2 separate regions of the Mus musculus genome follow, and region 2 is linked to region 1. Evidence: chromatin contacts called from public HiChIP or PLAC-seq data. All regions are on one chromosome and are shown on one strand. Each heading gives the region's core, a stretch centred on a gene start, on an enhancer-like site or on the middle of the called end of the contact. The rest is flanking DNA. Distances are from core to core; before and after follow the strand shown. Region 1 holds the start of Cplane1 (ciliogenesis and planar polarity effector 1). Region 2 overlaps Skp2 (S-phase kinase-associated protein 2).

Region 1 (3,044 bases), core at 273-2,772:
AATCGAGAGATAGGGATAGCAACTGTCCACAACTTCCTCCTGCTGAATTGGGTTGACAAATATTTTTAAGGGGTGGGAGGAGGAGGGAAAGTGGAAGAAGTGGTTAGGCTTAAGAAAGCTAGCACTAGCATCTGTTACCCAGTCGTTGTATACGTAGAAGGCTCAGGGCTTGACAGGTTCTGACTGGAGCTGTCTGAAAGGCTGGATGAACCTAATCCGTCTGGAACCTGGGGCTATTCCTGAAGCTGCTCTAGAAGCAAGTCTCTGGAGACAGCATCAGAAGGGAGGGGGCTGGAGCAGCAGCTCATTTCAGCGTCCATGCGGATGAACCTTGTCAGAGCTGCACATTCAGCAATACGTGAATCTTACAACCAACAGTTTAGTACTGTAAGATACCTGTGTGGATTGTGCAAAGTGCACAGATGAGTTAAGGTTGAACTTTTGCTCCTTGTTTGAGCAGGTAAAAGACGAGTATTCTTTTTATGAGTTAATTTGATCGATAACCAATTGTGATAAATCCTTCATGACATGTGAAGAATTCCATGACCAACACGATTTATTGTCTAATTTTAGCTGAAGTTTTGGCTAGAGACTTTTTTTTTTTTTTTTTGGTTTTTTGAGACAGGGTTTCTCTGTGTAGCCCTGGCTGTCCTGGAACTCACTCTGTAGACCAGGCTGGCCTCGAACTCAGAAATCCGCCTGCCTCTGCCTCCCAAGTGCTGGGATTAAAGGCGTGCCACCACTGCCCGGCAAGTTTTTGTTGTTGTTGTTGTTGGTTTTTGTTTGTTTGTTTGTTTATTTATCTATTATATGTGTGTGCACTGTTGTCTTCAGACACTCCAGAAGAGAGCATCAGATTTTTGTTATGGATGGTTGTGAGCTACCATGTGGTTGCAGGGATTTGAACTCAGGACCTTTGGAAGAGCAGTCGGTGCTCTTAACCGCTGAGCCATCTCACCAGCCCGTTGTTGTTGTTTTTTAACTTGTTATTTTATGAGTGTTTTGCCTACGTGTATGTATGTGCACCACCTTTGTAGCTGGTGCCCACAGAAGCCACAAAAGAGTGTCAGATGCCCTGGAACTGGAGTTACTCAGGGTTATGTCGTAGGTGCTGGGACTCTGAAATCGGGTCCTCCACAAAGGCAACAACTGCTCTTAACAGCGCAGATCTAAATGTTGGTTCTTAAGGCATTCTCATGCCAAGCTCCACGGAGAGCTCGGAAACTCAAAAGTCTTGCACGAGGGGAAGCCAGGGATGGATGGAGAGAGAAAGGACTACCGAGCTGAGGAGAGAGCAGGAGGGCAGGACAGACTCGGTGGAGGTAACCCACTCTGGCAGGCTTGCAGCGCTCTCCCAGAACCCCGGCGCAAAGCTGGCTACGCCGAGGAGGCGGGGCGGGCGGGGATCCGTCAGGTGCCCGCCCACGGAGCGGCATGGAGCATGCGCAGTGGGGCGGCCCCGCCCACGCGTCGCCTGGACACGGCTCTGGGGTGGCGGGCGCGGCCTCCTCCAGGGCTCAGCGGCTTCGCAGCCTCTGCGGTCCTCGGTGGGAGGTGGCGGCCTTGGGACCTTCCCCAGGGGCTCGGTCCCCGTGCCCCCCGCCTCCCAGGGTCTCCGGGCTAGCTGTGGGGACTTCCGTTTTCCTCGCGGCCGCCCGCCGTCCCGCCCAGGTCCTTCTTTGGGTCGCAGGCGTCCCCTCCCCGCCGTGGCCCCTCACACCTCCACAGGGGACCTCCGGGCAGGACTCTGCGGCCACAGCCACGAGGAAACCTCTGAGGAGACCCCAGCGGACGGCAGAGCAGTGAGGGATGGACGCGGGTTCCTAGCATCCTCCGTAGCACAAACCCCGCCCGGGACGTCAGCGATTTTCTTGAAATTGTATGCTCCGATTTGTTTGAAATAAAGGTACCTTTCCCCGGTTCCCGTAGACTGGGCAGATTACTCCTGTCATACATATATTTTTGCGCCATGGAGCGGATTTTTTTTAAAAATCAGTTCTTCCATCTGCAGTGTCTGTTGTGTAGTGCTTGGTCTATCCAGTAGCATCAGTGTTTTGAGAGGCTTTGCAGTATGCGTCAGAAAATGGTGTTTGCTGCATCCCAGGAGAGAGGTGATTGTTAGAATTCTAAGTGACGGGAGGTTGTACGTGATTCTGTAGCGCACCGTACTGAAATCTTGAAGTGGGTTTGCTGTCTTTCTATCTTTTATGCTTTACTTGAAAAAAAAAATATGTCTATCTTTTCCCAAACAAATCCTTTGCATAAATCTTTAAGTGTCTTTCACATCTAGAAGGACTCATTAGACAAAAAACATAATACAATTAATCCCTCAAAACCAAAACTAACAAGTTGCTGTCACCAGTAGAATCTAACGATGATTAACTCAGTCGTGCTGGGTTTTCTCCTGTTGCCTTTTATCAATTTTGCATTTAAAGTTGCATAATGTAATTAAATATGTATTTTAGATTAACCAGTTCCTTATGTTTTGCTGTACCTTATTTTTCTCTTTACATGTGCATATGTATAGTATTTAGGAATTATTAAACTACCTAGAAATAGCTTTTGATTTGAAGATGATTGCGTATATTAAATAGTCTTATATTCACTTGTCATACTCAGAATAATGCATATTTCTGGTAATGCTATTTTACATGAGTAGTCATCAAATTTAGGAAACTTGGCATTGAATAATATAGCATTTTTGTTTTGTTTTTTGATGCAGAATAAAATGCTTCATTTGGCCGCCTTGTGTGGTTAAATCATCCTTCATTTGGAACACCTGAGCTTCTGATTCTTCGCTGACACTGGTTGGTTAGTTTCATGTCCATTTATCACAAACCAGAATCATTTGGGAAGAACCTGAGTTGAAAAAAATGTCCCCCCCCCACCTCACGTGCCAAAACAGTGGTATGGCAGCTCTTTTCATTTTGAGGCAGGGTCGGGCTGGCCATAAATTCAGGTCTGGGCAGAGAAGCCTTGAATTTGGTCTTCCTGCCTCAGCCTCTGGAGTAGCTGCAACTTCATGTGCAGTAGCAACAGGACTG
Region 2 (3,044 bases), core at 368-2,867, 950 kb after region 1:
CGCTGAGGTTCAGCTGGGTGATGGTGTTTGGTAAATGTGCCACAGCCGCTTGCACGTGCTTTTCAGTGAAGTCAAAGCACCAGGAGAGATTTAGCTCATCCAGTCTGCAGGAAGGAAGGGTGAGAAGAGAAGCATGAGTCCATCAGGACAAGGGAAACGCAGGAAGCCAGACTGTTGACCGCTGCGTGCACAGACCATTCCTGGTGTTGTTCATTTGAAAAGGCATTTCTTTCTCTGAACTCCTACACACTGAAAGGTCCCCGGTCATCTGGGCAAAGGCCCCAGCCTCCGTTTGAGAATGCAGGTTGGAAACTGTAGCTCCAATGTCTCTTCCTCAAAGCTACATTGTTGTTAGCACAGACGGCTATCAACACAAATGCCCTCTAAAACCCACAGAGGATGCTCTAACAATGCCTTTCTCCCCATTCTCTCCTGCTAGGAGAGCCTCAAGAGAGTTTCAAAGTCAACGTCTAGTGATCACTAAGGAGACATAGTTACAAACGGTAACACCTCCCCCCCCCCCCCACCCCCACAAACTGAGCTTAGCCTGAAAGTTGGAGTGGCAAAGACACCACACTGCTCAAGTCAAGAATGTGGAGCCACTCCATCCAGACACCCAGAGGCAAAGCTTCACTGTGACAGCTCAGAGCTTTCCTACCTGGAGCAGCTGCTTAGCAGAGTCGCCACGGCAGATTCAGAAAACCCAGAGCACCCACAAAGGTTTAGTCGCACCAAGTTTTCATTCTGTGCAAGAGTCCTAGAAAAGAGAAATGCCGGAAGAATGCATTGCATCAATGGCGAGTCCTGGTGTGTGTGCCTGTGTGTGTGCAACTGTAGTCAGAAATGGGCTTCAAAATCTATATTTCAGGCTGGTGAGATGGCTCAGTGGATAAGAGCACTGACTGCTCTACTGAAGGTCCTGAGTTCAAATCCCAGCAACAACATAGTAGCTCACAACCACCCATAATGAGATCTGACACCCTCTTCTGGTGTGTCAAAAGACAGCTACAGTGTACTTACATATAGCAATAAATCAATCTTTGGGCCAGAGCCAACAGGGACTGGGCAAGCAGGGGTTGTGGGGTAGGGTGGCGGGGTGGCTGGAATGAGCAGAGGTCCTAAATTCAATTCCCAACAGCCAGATGAAGGCTCACAACCATCTGTACAGCTACAGTGTGCACTCATATACATAAAAATAAATAAATAAATCTTTAAAAAAGATCTATATTTCACTAGTCACAGCTGAGTGGCTTGCTTTGGCTACACATCTGCAAACTGGCGAGAGCATCTTCTTGCTGGGGTTGGGAAGAAGGTTAAATGACACATTGTACTGAGGGATTTGCAAAGAACTTGCAGCATAAATGTACAAGAAACACCAGTGAGTATATATATCTCTTATGTTAAAAGGCTCACCCTCTCCTCTTAGGGACCCTTAGTGGTGATGAGCTATTGTTCTGGAGTTAATTCTTGGTTTGGTTTGATTCACTGTGTGAACTTGGACAATCGATCTGGCCTTTCTGTGCCTCAGTTTTCACATAGTGGGAAAGGTCGAGAACTTACAGCTTGCTCTCAGAATTATGCTTAGGTTGGCATGGCTCTCACTCTTGTTCCGGTTTTCCTATCAGGCTTCCTCTTTTCTCATCTGACTAGTGCAATGTTCTCACATGCACGGAACTAGCAAATTAATTAAGTACATTGCAATCTGACATGGTCCTTCCATTCCCAGAATCATGATGCACCATGCTTCATGGCCTCTTTGCAAACTACCAGAGGCTCCACAGAAAGCCATTATTCTATAGCCATGATCCTCCTCATCTCCCTGATGTGTAGGCTCCAGCTACTAGCAGCTAGTGAGGCATTCAGAACAGCAGCAGTTGTCCTGAGGCTGCTTCTACTGTCCTATCGCTTTGGAGATCTCCTACCTGAATATCGTCAGTGGCCAGCCTGCAAGTCAGTACTCTGAGAAGCCTGCCTTCTTGCATTCAATCAGTTCCCCCGGAATGTTGCCACATAGCCAGCAATGCATTTAACCAACACTCTGCCCTGTAGTTATCTGCCTCACCCATGAAGGAGGCGCAGACCACATACTGTTGACCCCTTTTCTCTCTCACACCTAGAGTAGGTTCTGGCATATGGTCAGCATTCAAGTGTCTGCTGTCTTGAATATCTTAGACAGTTCTGGTTATTTGGTTTGTCCTTCTGGACACGTACACAAGGACACTGTGGTCATATACAAGAAACGCTGCCACACAAAGCGACTGTGTTCACGACATACTTCAGGTGTCACTCACTTGACAATGGGGTCTGAGAGCTGCAGGCCTTCCAGGCTTAGATTCTGCAGCTTGGAGCACTCGGACAGAATCTTATGGAGGTTCGACACATTTATCACTGAGTTCGACAGGTCCATGTGCTGTACCCGGAAAGAGCTGTATATACGAGAGAAAAGAGGCCCTGTGAGGTGACTCACACAAGTACACTCAGATTCCATCAGACTCCTTCCTGTCCGCACATGACAGCCGAGCACAAATAAATACCCCTTTTAAATACTGGAGAAAGAGCTGAGCAGAAAACAAATTGCTTCTAGCTAACTCCTATCCTCAATCATTTTTAAAACTCAAGATTTCCCAAGCACGGATGGATGTTACTGCCAACACGGTCGCACTCCTAAAATTAAAAGGTGGCTATTAGGAGATGAGCTAGCCACACGTGCCCAGGGCGTGTGGTAAGCCTATGATGACTCCTGGCTGCTGGTCCGGGTTGAGGTTGAGCACCTGAGCAACAACCATGTTTACTAAGAGGAGGAGGACAGTAGATGAACCAGTTTTAATGGGAGGCCTAGTGTTTAGCTTTAGATATGCTAATATCAAAGTACTAGATATGCTAATATCAAAGTACTCAAGTTCAGATGTGGAAGCTTTTCAGTAATTAGAACTAAGAATTTTGAAGCGGACCAGACTAACGGAAGGGTCTGAGAATCCTGAGCATAAATGTGGGTGCATAAGACACAATGTGTCTGAGAACAGTAAGTAGAGACGGAGGAGGAC

The links. HiChIP or PLAC-seq counts read pairs in DNA pulled down with a chosen protein or histone mark.
Region 2: a contact with region 1 is called in an H3K27ac HiChIP or PLAC-seq map of microglia, with 8 times the contacts expected there. The contact joins the enhancer-like site here to the promoter of Cplane1 in region 1. A contact is called at or near these places in 5 of 39 promoter capture datasets (the 3T3-L1 cell line, cranial neural crest, hematopoietic stem and progenitor cells and 2 more) and 2 of 115 datasets of contacts at active chromatin or transcription factors (bone marrow-derived macrophages and microglia).

The regions. Positions count from the first base shown.
Region 1 is chr15:8,167,584-8,170,627 of GRCm38.p6, forward strand. It overlaps Cplane1 (ciliogenesis and planar polarity effector 1), which reads left to right and starts at 1,523. Exons shown (of 53, transcript NM_001162906.1): 1 at 1,523-1,906; 2 at 2,723-2,811.
Region 2 is chr15:9,121,579-9,124,622 of GRCm38.p6, forward strand. Skp2 (S-phase kinase-associated protein 2) reads right to left here. Exons shown (of 10, transcript NM_013787.3): 5 at 2,292-2,426; 6 at 659-757; 7 at 1-104. Among named protein-coding and RNA genes, the nearest start is that of Skp2, 17 kb to the right of the region's middle. Within about 2 kb of position 1,618, at least 19 of the 459 cell types and tissues checked have an H3K27ac peak or open chromatin away from gene starts, as enhancers often do. A contact at or near this core is called in bone marrow-derived macrophages and microglia, where this site is marked.